4 separate regions of the Sus scrofa genome follow, and regions 2, 3 and 4 are each linked to region 1. A link is a contact called in public HiChIP or PLAC-seq and promoter capture Hi-C data. All regions are on one chromosome and are shown on one strand. The core of a region is the stretch at or near the end of the contact, and the rest is flanking DNA. Distances in the headings are between cores, read along the strand shown.

Region 1 (3,355 bases), core at 599-3,098:
TATTCATTTGATTCTCAACCTGGTAAACATGCTCAAATTTTCCCTGTTTCACTGTTAACCTTTAAGTGAAGTTATGTTAAGTAAACAGTTTTCTACATGAAAAGTTCAATTTACTACAACTTAACTAGAAAGCAAAACTAGGAGATACTGCTTTTTGTCCTCATTTTATTTAGTATTTCAACTTAAAAAAAGAAAAAAAAAAAAAAACACCCAAAAACTGTAGTTGCCATAATCAAAATAAAACACCAAGGGTCACAGTGCATCATTGGTCGGCATTCAAGTACAGTGGCATAATCTTATCTCCTCTAAAAGGAAAAAGAGCTAATTGGATGTTAGAAGACTACCTAATGTGAATGCACTATCCTATTTCAATTATTTGCCACCAAAATCATCAACCCAAAGCTTTTTAGTAGCAACTACGGTACAGTTTCTAATACTTCTTAGCACTGTTTAAAAAACAACAAAAACAAAAGACTGCGATTTTCAGCTTATCAATTCTTTCACCAGAAAAAAACCGCAGTTGCGCTTCCACTTTACAAATAAACACCTTTGCTCCACCCCTTTTTTAAAAGTCCACAGAAACTTTTCTATGGGACAAACAGCAACGTCTCCCCTAAGTCAACTTTCCCATGTCACTAACACGTGGGGGCAAGGCAGAACTGGGGCCATGCCAGCCGAGTGGCTCAGCTCTTTCACCCTCGCCGTGCCCCCACCAGTCAAGGAGAACCCGAGGTCCCACCTCTTCCTGCAGCTCCCTTCCCAGATGTCCATTTATGTAAATAGGCAGAGTGAATGACACCTTGGAACGATACACCTCCGATTGACAGGGAAAGGAGGGCTGCCCCTCCCCCAGCCACTAGAGTCTCCCCTCACACACCCTCCCGGTGACCACCGCAGAGGAACCACAGACCTGCCTCCAGGGTTTCCAGTGGGGGAAGCGGCGGCAGCCCCGTCCCGGCGGGGGACAGGTGCTGGGGAGGCTTTTTGGTCCAGGGGTTCTCCTTCGGCGGCGGCGGCGGTAGCGGCGGTGGCTGCAGCTTTTCCTCGGAGCCAGCCGCCACCTCCTCCTCCCGGGCTTCCTTGGCCGGCGGGTCCCGGGACAGCGGTGGCGGCGGCTCCCCACCGAAGGGGCCCCCTGGCCCTCGCGCCTTGTGCGCCAGGTGCAGCGCCAGAGGCTTCACGGGCACAGCCGCCTGGGGCACGCTGCGTCCCAGCACTGGCGCCGGCGACGGCTCTCCTCGCGCCCCCGCGCTGGTGGCGGCCGGGGCCCGCTCCTCCCTCGCCGCCTCTTTGCCCTCCCGTTCGGGCGCAGGCAGCTGCTCCGCCTGTCGGCTCGCCGCGGCAGACAGCGACTCCCTCTCAGCAGCTGCCGCGGGCGGCTCCTCCCGACGGTGAGCGGCGGGCACCGGGGCGCGAGCAGACATCGTTCCCTTGCCCCAGCCGCCCCAGCCCGGGGGGGCCTGGGCCCAGGGAACCCGGCTGCCCGTCTCTCCGGCGGGACACCGACTGGCTCCGGCCTGGGGCAGAGAACCCGAGAGCCCGGCTACAGTCGCCGCCGCCGCCGCCACGGCCGCCCGCGTCGGCAGAGGCGGTGCAGCGCCCGGCGTGCCGCCCCTCCCCGCGTCGAACGGGGCGCTAACCGCCCGCTGGTTCAGCCCGCCTCAGCGGCGCAAGCCCGAAGCTGCCAACACGCGCCGGGCGCCGCAGCCGGGAGCCGCGAGCCCTCACCTGGCGCGGAGAGCAGCGGAAGCACCGCAAGCCGAGGACGGAGGACCTCTAGCGGAGTGAAGGAGGCGCGCGCGCTCCCAGAGCCGGTAACTGCTCGCGGGGGCGGAGGCGGGGGGCGTAGAGGGGGAGGTCCGAAAGGACGGAGAGGGGGCGGGGCCTACCGAAGGAGCGTGACGTGACTGACTACTCACCCGCTCCTGCCCTCGCCAGGCCGCCGCCGGCGGTAGTTGACTGAAGCGCCCGGCTGGGTGCCGCCCTGCTTGAGGGCGGGCCCCACCGCAGCGGCCCGCCGAGGGGGAAGGAGGGCGAACAGGGCGATTCCCCAGCTCCCCGGCTACCGCGGCCCCCTCTGCGGGAGCAGGGGCGGGACGTGCACAGGGCCTCTGTGACACGCGGCTGGCTCGCGCCAGACTTCGACAGGCTGCGAGCGAGGGGCGGGGCGGGCTGCGCACGTGGCGCCCGGCTGGGCGGTGGATTTACCCCTAGCCCTTAAGTGGAGTTGACTCCAGGCGAGGGGGATAATCTTGGCTTGGGCAGCTCCGGAATGGACAGGGGTCACCCACAGGGCAACTTTGCCCCTTGCGTCTGTTGCCTCGCCCCATGAAAAAGTTTCCTACTGGCTCTTCGGGGCACTGTGGTCACCTGTAACTTGAGCCACGTCCAAAATAAAAACAGTGTGATCTGTAGGCATCTTTATGAGACCTTTGCCCAGGAGCTGAATTTAGTGCACTTTCCCGCCCCTATTCCCGCCCCTATTCCCGCCCACGAGTAAAACAAATTGATAATGCTTTGTCATCGGTTTTTAAATTTTGTTTTGTTTTTGTCTATGCTCTTTAAAATTTTTTTAAATCAAAACTATAATGTTGATTTATAATGTTCCGTCAATTTTTGCTGTATAGCAAAGTGACCCAGTTATATATACATTCTTTTTTTCACAATATCCTCCATCATGTTCTGGCAGGATCGCATTGCTTGTCCACTCCAAATGCAGTAGTTTGCATCTACTAACCCCAAACTCCCAGTCCATCCCACTCCCTCCCCTTGCCCTTGGCTACTGTAAGTCTGTTCTCCATGCCCATGAGTTTGTTTCTTTTCTGTAGATAGGTTCATTTGTGCCATAAATTACATTCCAGATATAAGTGATAGCATATGGTATTTGTCTTTTTTCTTTCTGGTTTCACTTAATATGAGTCTCTAGTTCCATCCATGTCGCTGCAAATCACATTATTTTGTTCTTTTTTATGGCTGAGTAGTATTCCATTGTGTATATACACCACATCTTCTTAATCCAATCATCTGTCATGGACATTTGGGTTTTTTCCATATCTTTGATATTGTGAATAGTGCTTCAGTGAACATAAGGGTGCATGTGTCCTTTTCAAGGAAAGGTTTGTCTGTATAGATGCCCAAGAGTGGGATTGCTGGGTTATGTGGTAGTTCTATATTTAGTTTTCTGAGGTACCTCCATACTGTTTTCCATAGTTGTACCAATTTACATTCTCACCAGTAATGTAAGAGGGTTCCCCTTTCTCCATACCCTCTCCAGAGTTTGTTATTTGTGGACTTATTAATGATGGCCATTCTGACTGGTGTGAGATGGTACCTAATTGCAACTTTGATTTACATT
Region 2 (3,355 bases), core at 327-2,826, 230 kb after region 1:
TCTAAAATATTCTCGAAAAGAAACCAAAGCACAAACTGCTTCAAGTATGCTATGTGTCAACATCTCCTTGATACAATTTAAATTATTCATAATATAATTATTTAAAAGGCTTAACACTGGTCTTTGACAAGATTAGTCTTATATTTAAAGTGTTATACTTTGGACCATTCAGAAGGGGCAAATTAATATACTTAGTTTCCTCTCCACAGAAAGTTAAGACATGAACAGTTGGTTTGCTCATAAAATCACTGGCAACAACAGCCTACAATAAGAAGCTAGTTTTTCACAATCCTGGTCTTACATTCCCTGCTAACAAACTTCCCAGACCAGAGAAACAAACATGTGGAAACATGTTTCCATGACATAATGCCTCTCCTTCCTTCATCAATTGTTCATAATAGAAACACTTCACAATCATGTTTACACAAGACAGCCACCTCAGACTCTCCAACAATTCTGTAGAAACACGCTTTGAGTAGGTTCTAATTCCACTACTTTAGTGGACGATCCTTACCAACACCTGAAGCCAGTGACTCCCATCCCTGATGCTCTCCCCATTAGTGCACCATTAACCCGAGCCCCTGGAAACTAGTCCGATTACCTCTATTCTCAAGGACACGGAGTTAAAACCCTGAACACTTCAACCCCTTCTTAAAAAAAAAAAAAAAAAAAAAAAAGCTTTCTGGCCCAGGTGAACTTGCAACTCATCTTCTGATGTATGCAGCTTAAGCTTTCATGTCTTACTTTTCTGAGAGAAAGCTGTCACGCAGACATTTGCGGAAAGGAGTTAAGGCAGAACGAATAAGGAATCTTTTACACAGCGGGGACACCTGCCTGCGGCCAATAATCCCACACAAGCCCCACTAGGGAGGGGTAACCAAAGATATTTCTCTAATATTCAGGACATTGAAGTGATCCCACATCAACCCCTTACCAAAAAACTAAAGCCGGGCCGCCAGGGGACAGAGGCGTGGGGTGGGGATATGGGGGAGGTGTGTGTGGGTACAGAAAGGAGATATGCACGAACTATTAGAGTTAAATCCCTTGTCCTTGAAGGAAAAGCAGCTTCGCGGGGCGGGGAAGCCCGATTCCCACCTGGGCCCGCCAACCCGCGGTTGCAACTGATGGACCTCACCTGTCATCTCCGAGTTCTGCGCATCAGAAGGAAGCAGCAGGCGGAACAAACTTAAGGGTCAGGATAAAACGTTTTCTAGGGTTATGAACAGACAAGGCACTTACGGGGTACACCTATCGCTGTACTCATTAGCGATGGTTTCGATGCCGCCACTCCTCGCTACTGCGATGTAGCAGTTGAGAAAGCCGAGGTCAATGCCAACCACAGACATCCCGCCGCCTAATGGTCGGGGAGATGGTGCTGAAGCCCTCTGTGCGGGAACCGCGTCCTCGTTTGGGCTATTGCTCCTGGAATTGCGACTCCTACGAGAAGCAAAGAAGAGATGACCCCAAGCAGCTGCGCAATAAATCTAGGGCAGTGCGTTGGGGAACCTCGGAGGAGGTGGAGGCCGCCTGCGCCGCAACCTCCGCCGCCCTGGTCTCTCTCCACTGCGGTTCGGCCGCCTCCAACCGGCAGTTACTGGGGTCTGCGCCTGCGCGCTCGGCCGCCGGGGAGGCGCACGAGCTGCCGCTCCGCGCCGGAGGCTGCTCCCGACCTCGACTTCGGCCGCTTCCGTCAGCACTCGGGCAACGGCTGCCCGAGGAGCTGCGGGTTCGAGAAAGATCTGGAAAATGGAGGCAGCTGAGCCAGCCGGGAGTGGGAGGGAGGAGAAGGGGGAGAGGGGAGGATCAGGGAGAGTAGAGGGGAGGGGAAACAGAGCTGGCTCGCTCGCCACCGCGCGGCAGCTGGGCGCAGTGCGGTTGGGCTAGTAGAAAGCTGCTGCCCGCACGGCCGTTTGCCCACGTGTTTGGAAGGACCCCTTCGGGTTGTTTTGGCAACGGAGACTGGCCAGATACAGCGGCAGGACAGTGCCCAGGCCTACCCCGAGTCGGACGCGCCGGCTGGCGGATGCTGGCCCGGTGCCGCCGCCTCGCTTTTTCCCTCCGAGGGCCGCTCCGCAGCCCCAGCACCCACCCGCCGGCCTCGCCGCCCCGAAGGGGCCATGTGCCGCAGTCCGGCGCGCTGGCAGTCAGTCTGCGCGACCTCGCCCCCCGCCCGCCACGCTTGGCTCTGTGAGGTGGCGCCCATTGTGCGGACAGTGGCGGCCTCGCCTCTCCCCAAGGGGCGCCGCCGATCCCAAGCCTTTTCTCTTCGCAAACTATGGTGTTTTGTGTGAAAGCCAAATGAACACATTTTAGGGTGTTTTTGTTTTTGTTTTTCCCCTTACCAGGGATTGAAGTACCAAAAAGCAAGCCAAAACCAAAAAACCACTTATGTCAAGAAATGACATACTGACAATTTTTCCGTTCACGTAACTGTCCTCACACTATCCTAAAAGCTGCGATCTCCTCCACTTAGCTTTTCCTCTGAAAACCAGTTTTACAGGAAAGCAACCTTATGTCTAGGTGTCTCTGCCATCGGGCAAGCCTGTGCATTGCCTCCAGCCTCTGCCCTTTGTCCACAGGAAAAGAGCCTCCTATGGCCCAGCTATTTGCTTTCTTCATTTGAACACCATCTGTCATCTGTCTGAAACTTAACCAAGTTATAGTGTTCACTTACGATGTTTGGCTCTCGTTCTTTTCTCTGTGGGTTTCATGTTCTTTGTTCAGTTTTTCGTAGGTTTTCTGTACCTTGCTGTTCAGTTCTTCGTGGGTTTCCTGTTCCTTGTCATCCAGTTCTTCGTGCTTCTGTTCCTTGACATTCAGGTCTTCTTGGATTGCCTGTTCCTTCTCGCCCAATTCCTTGTGCGATTTCTTTTCCTTCTTGCCCAATTTGTCATGTGTTTCTTGTTTCCTATTTGTTGGTATCATGAATGAGACTTTTTTACGAGGTTTTTTAGTACGCTCATTGTCCTTATTTGTCCGCTTCTTAAAAGAACTTAGACTTTTTACCACTATCAATGCTGCAACAGCAGCAGCAACAAGGGTGGCTATAGCTCCTGCTGCTGTTGCTATGAGAAACATGAAATCCATGTTCAAGGGCAGTGCTGAAGAAGCTCTAATGTACAGTAATGTTCTGGCTCTGGTCTTGCTGCCTTAAAGAATGACACTTCCCTTCCATCTCACAAGCACACGGGAGGAGTAACTCGTGTCGACGCCATCCTCTGTCAGCTCCGACGCGACAGGTGTTGCGACCGCACCTCCCAGCAGGCATTGCGTGAGCGGCACTGGGATTGGGTACCGCAGCTCCCAACAGAACCTGGGCCCCAGTGCTGCTGCAGCCCAAGACTTCTACCCCTCT
Region 3 (3,355 bases), core at 253-2,752, 160 kb before region 1:
GTGAGCCCTCACTTCTTGCACAAATACGGAAGCCTACTAACTGGTTTCCCATTCTTTTCCCCACTCCAATCTTTCATACTAATCCCAGTAGATAATCTCTCTAGAGCTCTCATCTGTCACTTGCCCCTTCAATATCTTCAGTGGCTTCTCCAAAACCGGCAATATAAAGCCCAAGTCTACCCCTTGATACAAAAGACTAAAATTTCAGTTTTCCAGACTTTGCCCCTCTTCAGTACTTAAAGCCAAAGTGGACCACTTAGTTTCCCTAATATGCATACCATACTCCCCCACGTCTCTCCTCCATCTCATCAATTCCTCAAGATTAAACGGAAACCGTTACTCCCCTGATACAACCTTCATTCACCACAAGAGTAGTTTACAGCAGCTTGGCGGGGCGGGGCATAGACTGAGACGCAGAAAAACAGACTCAGGCCTAAGGGAGTATGTGAAATGAAGAGAGCGCGCGTGAGGTGAAAGATCCAGAATGAGGCTTCACAGGTGACACTTATACCCGAATTTTAAGGACGTGAGGCTAAGACTCTACAACGCCCAGGTAGATGAAAAGAAACTGTAAATAAAGCTAAACTAATGAATTGAAGGGCCACCTTATCCCATCTACTTCCCTACCGCCCCAGAAATTACGACTTAAGGAATAACACCTTTAGACTGAAACCTGAAAGAAAACTGGACAAGAGTAGCCTTGGCCAAAACCACTGGGGAGTGGCTACTCGTTGTCGCAGACAGCACGTAGATTCCTTTTGCCAAACAATTCCAATGCGGGTTCTATGTACACTCTCTGCGCCAGGAGACCAGCTCATCGCCAAAACTTCTGGCGGTAGCTTTGCCTGAGTGCCCACGCTCATAGCTTCCGGACGGGCGCGACGGCGTCCAAGGGGAGAGACACCCCTCACCGATTTGCGAAAGCAGTTAATACTATGCCGAGGCCTCGCACTAGCCACTCATGCCCTCAGAAAGGAATCCGGGACCGCCCCGCCTCAGCAGCAGCCTCGGCGCACGTGAAGCTCACGGGCGGAGCGACAAGAGACAGGCAACTGCTCGCGGACGCCAACCCAGGCCTGGGAAGGGAAGAGACTTTTAGGCGCACGCGCACAGCGAGGGGACTGGGCGGAGCGTGCCTTCCGAAGGGGTTGCATTGGAAAGGAGAGCGCGTGGCGCCCCGGAACCCGCGCACGCGCAGTAATTTTGCCCCGCCTATGCGCGCGCGCGTCCCGCGCAGCATCTTTTCAGGACCGCCCCTTCTACTTCAACTAGAAGAGATGACGGGCAAAAGCAGGGAAGTGTGGGGCGAGGTAGGCGGGGCGCCGCACGCGAGCGCGGCCTGCAAAAGAAGGGAGGTGGAGGAGGGATCCTAGACAACGTTACCCCGTCAACACCCAATCGGGAGCCCATCTGGCCCCGCCCCCTACCCTCACGTTATTGGCTGAGAGGCCCCCATATGGGCGGGGCCCCCGTGAGGTTGGGGCGGGCAGGGGGCGGGGAGGAGGAGGAAGGCGCTGGCGGGCAGTGATGGCGGCGGGTGATGGGGACGTGAAGCTAGGCACCCTAGGGAGTGGCAGCGAGAGCAGCAGCGACGGCAGCAGCGAGAGCCCAGGCGGCGCGGGAGAGGCAGCAGAAGGGGGCGGTTGGGCGACAGCGGCGTTGGCGCTTCTGACGGGGGCGGGGAGATGCTGCTGAACGTGGCGCTGGTGGCGCTAGTGCTGCTGGGGGCCTACCGGCTGTGGGTGCGCTGGGGGCGGCGGGGTCTGGGCGCCGGAGCCGGGGCAGGCGAGGAGAGCCCAGCCGCTTCTCTGCCTCGTATGAAGAAGCGGGACTTCAGCTTGGAGCAGCTGCGCCAGTATGACGGGTCCCGCACGCCGCGCATCCTACTCGCGGTCAATGGGAAAGTCTTCGACGTGACCAAAGGCAGCAAGTTCTACGGCCCGGGTGAGGAGTTGGAAGGGGAGGGTGAGGACCCCCTGCAGATCAAGCGCGACCCCCCTCTGATGGGAGGGCCCGTGGGCACCGGGTTAGTTTGGCAGCCTTCTCGACATCTGGACCCCCGCGCCTTGTCTGCCGCACCTGAGACAGCCCGTCCCCAACCCAGCCCAGCCGCGGGCACCTCCAGCGTTTCTCCCCCGAAGTCGGGGTCCCAGTGTTGTCCCAGGAACCAGCTCTCAGTTCTTATCTTTCTCTCTTCCCAACTCTTCTCGCAGCTTTTTCTTGTGCTGAGTTTTAAAAAATCCTTTTAGTTGTCGTCAGTCACCTTGGCCCTCAGACTGTAGCTCCTGGGATGGTAGTGGGCAGGAGAGAAGGAAAATTTCTAAAGTAGGGACCTAAAGTTTTTGGCCCTGTAATTCACAGCTTTCCTTTCTTTACTCTTTTTTTGCCACTGATGTCCCTTTTCTCTCTACTAGTACTCATAGGGCCACGTTTAGGTACACGTAGCTCCAAGTCCCAACCCTCTATGAAGTCCGGGTACATAAGCAACACTTCAACCTTAAAAAAAAATAGTTTTAGTATGGAGACGCTTTCCAAGATTAACAATGAATGTGAGATGAAGCATACCAGAATGCAGATCCTAGTAAATACTGGCAAGGGTATTCGCCCTGAGTTTTGGGGGTGGAGCTCATATACCTAGCAGGCATGCCTGTCCGGTTTCTTTCTCTTTTTCTTTTTTTTTTTTTTTTTTTTTTGGTAGTAGGAAGGCAGGTATTCAAATACACGTTGATTATGACTTATTGTATTTTCACTGAGGAAAAAAAAAGAGCTATAAATTCATACCCCCCCACCCCCACCCCGCACCAGTTTTGCAAGCCAAAAGTTTTTGGAACTTTGCGTTTAGAGAGCTGTGTATATTTAGGTTGCTGGTTTAGAAACCCTTCTTTTGCAATGTAGTTATAACATACATTTCCAGATAACACTAATAAACTTCAGACTCATGGAACTTGTTGGCATACCATAAAATTGAGCAACATTGTACATGCTGGTTTTGTAGTTATTCTAAATTTTTAAAAAGTGGCTACAATAAAAATAATAAAATTAGAGACTTAAAGTGACCTGTTATTCAAAAGAATACATCCAAGCCAGGGTAAGTCTAAAAACAAGTTGATTTCCTCTTAATCTGTTAGTATGTGTGATTTATTGACAATTGCAAATTAGTATATACTTCTGATTTCTGTGCTTAGTGGCAGGAAGATACTTTAGAAGTGCTTTGGTGTGTTGTTTGTTATTTGGAATAGAAATAAGAAAGTGGAGATTCTTAGTTGCTTGTATTTTGTGTGCATATCTATGTTCAATGCAAGTCATAGATAAACTACTTGCTTCTGGTTAAGTAAAATGAAAACCAGAAGTCTTC
Region 4 (3,355 bases), core at 353-2,852, 160 kb after region 1:
GTGGTTTAGGCCAGCAGCTGTAATTATGATTCAGCCCCTAGCCTGGTAATTTCCATATGCCACAGGTGTGGCCCTAAAAAGCAAGTGAAATAAAATAAACAAAAAATTTAATAGCTCAAATATCATTATGTATAATAATAAAAATTTAGCAAGCTTTAAAACAAAACTATCCTTCCTTTTTCCTACTAGTATAGATAAGTGTTTCTTAATTTGCTTATGTTACTCCTACTGACTGACTTTTTTTTTTTTTTTTTGTCTTTTTGTCTTTTCTAGGGCTGCACCCGTGGCATATATAGGATCCCAGGCTAAGGGTCCAATTGGAGCTGTAGCCACCAGTCTATGCCACAGCCACAGCTACACGAGATCAGAGCCTCGTCTGCAACCTACACCACAGCTCACAGTAATGCCGGATCCATAACCCACTGAGTGAGGCCAGGGATCGAACCCGAAACCTCATGGTTCCTAGTCAGATTCGTTAACCACTGAGCCACGACAGGAACTCCCTAGACTGACTTCTGATAAAAAGAACAGTATTTTAGCTTGCTACAGTGTAATATAGAACTATGCACAAGTGTATTCTTATTATTTTAAAGTTATTTTTTGTTCTTTGATCGCTACCGATTATTCCAAGTACACATAATTAGATACCAGGTATAATGAACAGTACTGAAGATGTTATTTAAGTATGGTCAAGGATCTCCTACGATAACCTTATGTTCAAATGGTGGACTTGGAACTACTGTCTCCTGCCTAAGCAGTGGGATTTTTATACCATAAAGAAAAGGCTGGCAGGTAAGGAGTTTCTGACATTTCAAATAGCAAATATCTCTTGTTACCTGCAAAGAAGTTGATTACAAAATTCTTACCATTTTGATTGCAACTTCCAAACCAGTGTGAATGGACTCAGCTCTGTAGACACCAGCAAATGATCCTTTACCAAGCAGATTTCCAACTTTAAAATCCTTAAAAGTCAAAATTAAAGAATGTGTGTGACAACTTTCAGAAGGAGAAAGGGAAAAAATAGGAAGGGGCTGGAAAAGAAGAGAAAATGGATCAAGAGGGGAATTTGCATTCAAAATTCAAGCAGATATTACACCTCAATACAGCAGGTGTCTGGGGTGGAAAGCATGTTGATGCCTTGCAGGTCTCGCTGAGCTTCCAGGCTGGGCTCTAGATAGAATATCCTAAGTCTGGCTCCGCAACTTCAGTGTAGCCTCAGCACCCTCCTCCCACCTCCAGCCAACCCCCTGAGAGCTGAGCGCCTGAAGAGAATCCCGCCGCAGCTCCCGCCGGAGGTAACCGCCATCCCCTTGAAAAAAGGGGAGACAGTCTTGCTCTGCTCTAAGCGCGGCAGCTGGAGCGGGATCGCAGACCAGAAGCCTTGGAGTCTAGGAACAGAAGGGCGGAGCTGCGAGCAACACACCTGTCTCACCGCCCCCGCGTCTGTGAGGGGCGGGCCGCTCCGCCCTTAAAACAGCCGGGCTCCCGGCGGTTGGGACCCTCCCAAAGCACCTCGGCGCCCGCCCCGCGGCAGTTAGCTTCGCCCGATCCCCTTCCAGCCAGGGTCTCGAGTCCCAACACTCCGACTCCCACTCGCCCTACTGAGCAGTGCCGAGTCTTTTCACCTCGATCTTCTCCCCGATGCACGTCGCCATATTTCTAGGTCCCGGCCCGTGCTTCCCGGATTAGCTCCCTTCACGAAGTCTTTTCGAGGCAGCGCTCCAAGCAGCCAGCGGGTCTTGGCGCCCATCAGGCTCGGCTCTCTAGGCCGCCGCTCCTGGCGACGACAGTACAGCCACGGAAAGGTCTCCCAGGCACCTTCCGAGGACTGGGTGGCGCCTTCGCGCTCCCATTTTGAAAAACTCCCGCCGGTTGCCGTCAAGGGAGGTTGGAGGTGACGTAACGAGACGGGTAGTTGCGGAGAGGCTGCGCCGGGGCGCGCATGCGTGTTAGGCTCCTTCCCGGCTAGTCTCTGGACCGAAGACCGGAAGTGCTTCTGCACCTTACAGCTTGGAAGCAAGAGTTGGCATTCTAAGTTGTGGAAGACCTGCGCGAGACAGTAAAAAAGGCAGCCTGAAATATGAGGCATTTACAACCGGTCAGTTATTTACCTCACTGTCTGAAAAGCTACTTATTCCAGTTCTGTAAAGGGTTTACAACGATAATTAAATTTCAAATGTTTAAACTTGGTGGAACAGCACAAGGGAAAAAAATTACCTGATGTAAGCATTCCATTACTCCCCAATGCTTACTCCAGTTTTTCATAACTGTAAAAAATGTGTAAGGTGCTTAAAGAAAATAAACTGGGAGTTCCCCTCGTGGCTTAGCGGATACGACTCTTGACTAGGAACCATGAGCTTGCGGGTTGGATCCCTGGCCTCACTCAGTGGGTTAAGGATTTGGCATCGTGGTCACCTGTGGCGTAGGTCGCAGATATGGCTCGGATCCCAAGTTTCTGTGGCTGTAGTATAGGCCAGCAGCTGTTCCTAGCCTAGGCACCTCTGTGTGCCCAGGGTGCGGCCCTGAAATGACAAAAGACAATAAATAAATAAGTAAATAGAAAATAAACTGTATTTTGGTAAATAGTAAATATATGTCATTTGGATAATAACTCACATTTAAGAGATCTCACACACGTGTTAATAGACTGGTCAAAAAAGACCTTTAAATTTGGTACGATACACTTTATCAGATGATAAGATTGTTGTATTCAACAAGGATATGTAGCAGAGAACTACTTCAAAAACTTTCTAAAGGGAAAGCTCTTTTCTTTACATTAATGGGTATATTAAGTTTGTCTACCTTCAAGCTGTGTAAAAACCCTGTTCAGAGAAAAATCAACTTTTCCCTTCGTTTCTGGAAATACTTCTTTAAATGTTATAATGCTTGAGTACTTGGTTCCAGTGTCCAGTCTTCCATTTATACTTGTTTTTGCCATTACATTTTCAAAAGTTCCTATAGTTTGCTGATATTGTGGGGTTTGGGGGTAGTGGTGGTGGTATCTACGCTTTATTGTTAATATCAGGTATTATATCGACTTTTTAAGACAGTATTTCTAGGGCAGTTTAAAATTTACAGCAAAATTAAGTGGAAGATATGGAGAGTTCCCATATACTCCTGCCACCTAAACATGCATAGCTTCCCCAAGTATCATCGTCATTCACCAGAATGCTACGTTTCTAAAAATTTTATTGGAGTAGAGTTGTCCTACAATGTTGTGTTAGTTTCAGGTGTACAGCAAAGTGGATCATTTGTACATTACCTATATTCATTCTTTTTCAGATTCTTTTCCCATATAGGCTATCACAGAGTATTGGGTAGATTTCCCTGTACTATATGGTCAGTCCATGTTACT

Evidence for each region. Promoter capture Hi-C pulls out the DNA fragments that hold promoters and counts their contacts. HiChIP or PLAC-seq counts read pairs in DNA pulled down with a chosen protein or histone mark.
Region 2: a promoter capture Hi-C map of fetal liver shows a contact between it and region 1, with 2.8 times the contacts expected there. The contact joins the promoter of HSPA4L here to the promoter of LARP1B in region 1. A contact is called at or near these places in 2 of 5 promoter capture datasets (fetal liver and liver), 2 of 47 Hi-C or Micro-C datasets (heart right ventricle and liver) and 2 of 2 datasets of contacts at active chromatin or transcription factors (alveolar macrophages and skeletal muscle).
Region 3: an H3K27ac HiChIP or PLAC-seq map of skeletal muscle shows a contact between it and region 1. The contact joins the promoter of PGRMC2 here to the promoter of LARP1B in region 1. A contact is called at or near these places in 2 of 47 Hi-C or Micro-C datasets (heart right ventricle and liver) and 2 of 2 datasets of contacts at active chromatin or transcription factors (alveolar macrophages and skeletal muscle).
Region 4: a contact with region 1 is called in an H3K27ac HiChIP or PLAC-seq map of alveolar macrophages. The contact joins the promoter of PLK4 here to the promoter of LARP1B in region 1. A contact is called at or near these places in 1 of 5 promoter capture datasets (fetal liver), 4 of 47 Hi-C or Micro-C datasets (epiblast stem cells, heart right ventricle, liver and 1 more) and 2 of 2 datasets of contacts at active chromatin or transcription factors (alveolar macrophages and skeletal muscle).

Annotation. Positions count from the first base shown.
Region 1 is chr8:96,854,221-96,857,575 of Sscrofa11.1, forward strand. LARP1B (la-related protein 1B) reads right to left here and starts at 1,849. Exons shown (of 20, transcript XM_021101600.1): 1 at 1,729-1,849.
Region 2 is chr8:97,086,664-97,090,018 of Sscrofa11.1, forward strand. HSPA4L (heat shock 70 kDa protein 4L) reads right to left here and starts at 1,577. Exons shown (of 20, transcript XM_021101609.1): 1 at 1,240-1,577. The coding sequence starts at 1,346.
Region 3 is chr8:96,691,321-96,694,675 of Sscrofa11.1, forward strand. PGRMC2 (progesterone receptor membrane component 2) reads left to right here and starts at 1,503. Exons shown (of 4, transcript NM_001097521.2): 1 at 1,503-1,676; 2 at 1,679-1,944. The coding sequence starts at 1,528. LOC102166663 (a long non-coding RNA gene) reads right to left here and starts at 2,248. Exons shown (of 5, transcript XR_002346425.1): 1 at 2,120-2,248.
Region 4 is chr8:97,011,415-97,014,769 of Sscrofa11.1, forward strand. It overlaps PLK4 (serine/threonine-protein kinase PLK4), which reads right to left and starts at 1,603. Exons shown (of 16, transcript XM_021101607.1): 1 at 1,097-1,603; 2 at 867-962. The coding sequence starts at 1,129. LOC102167943 (a long non-coding RNA gene) reads left to right here and starts at 1,946. Exons shown (of 5, transcript XR_001298442.2): 1 at 1,946-2,098.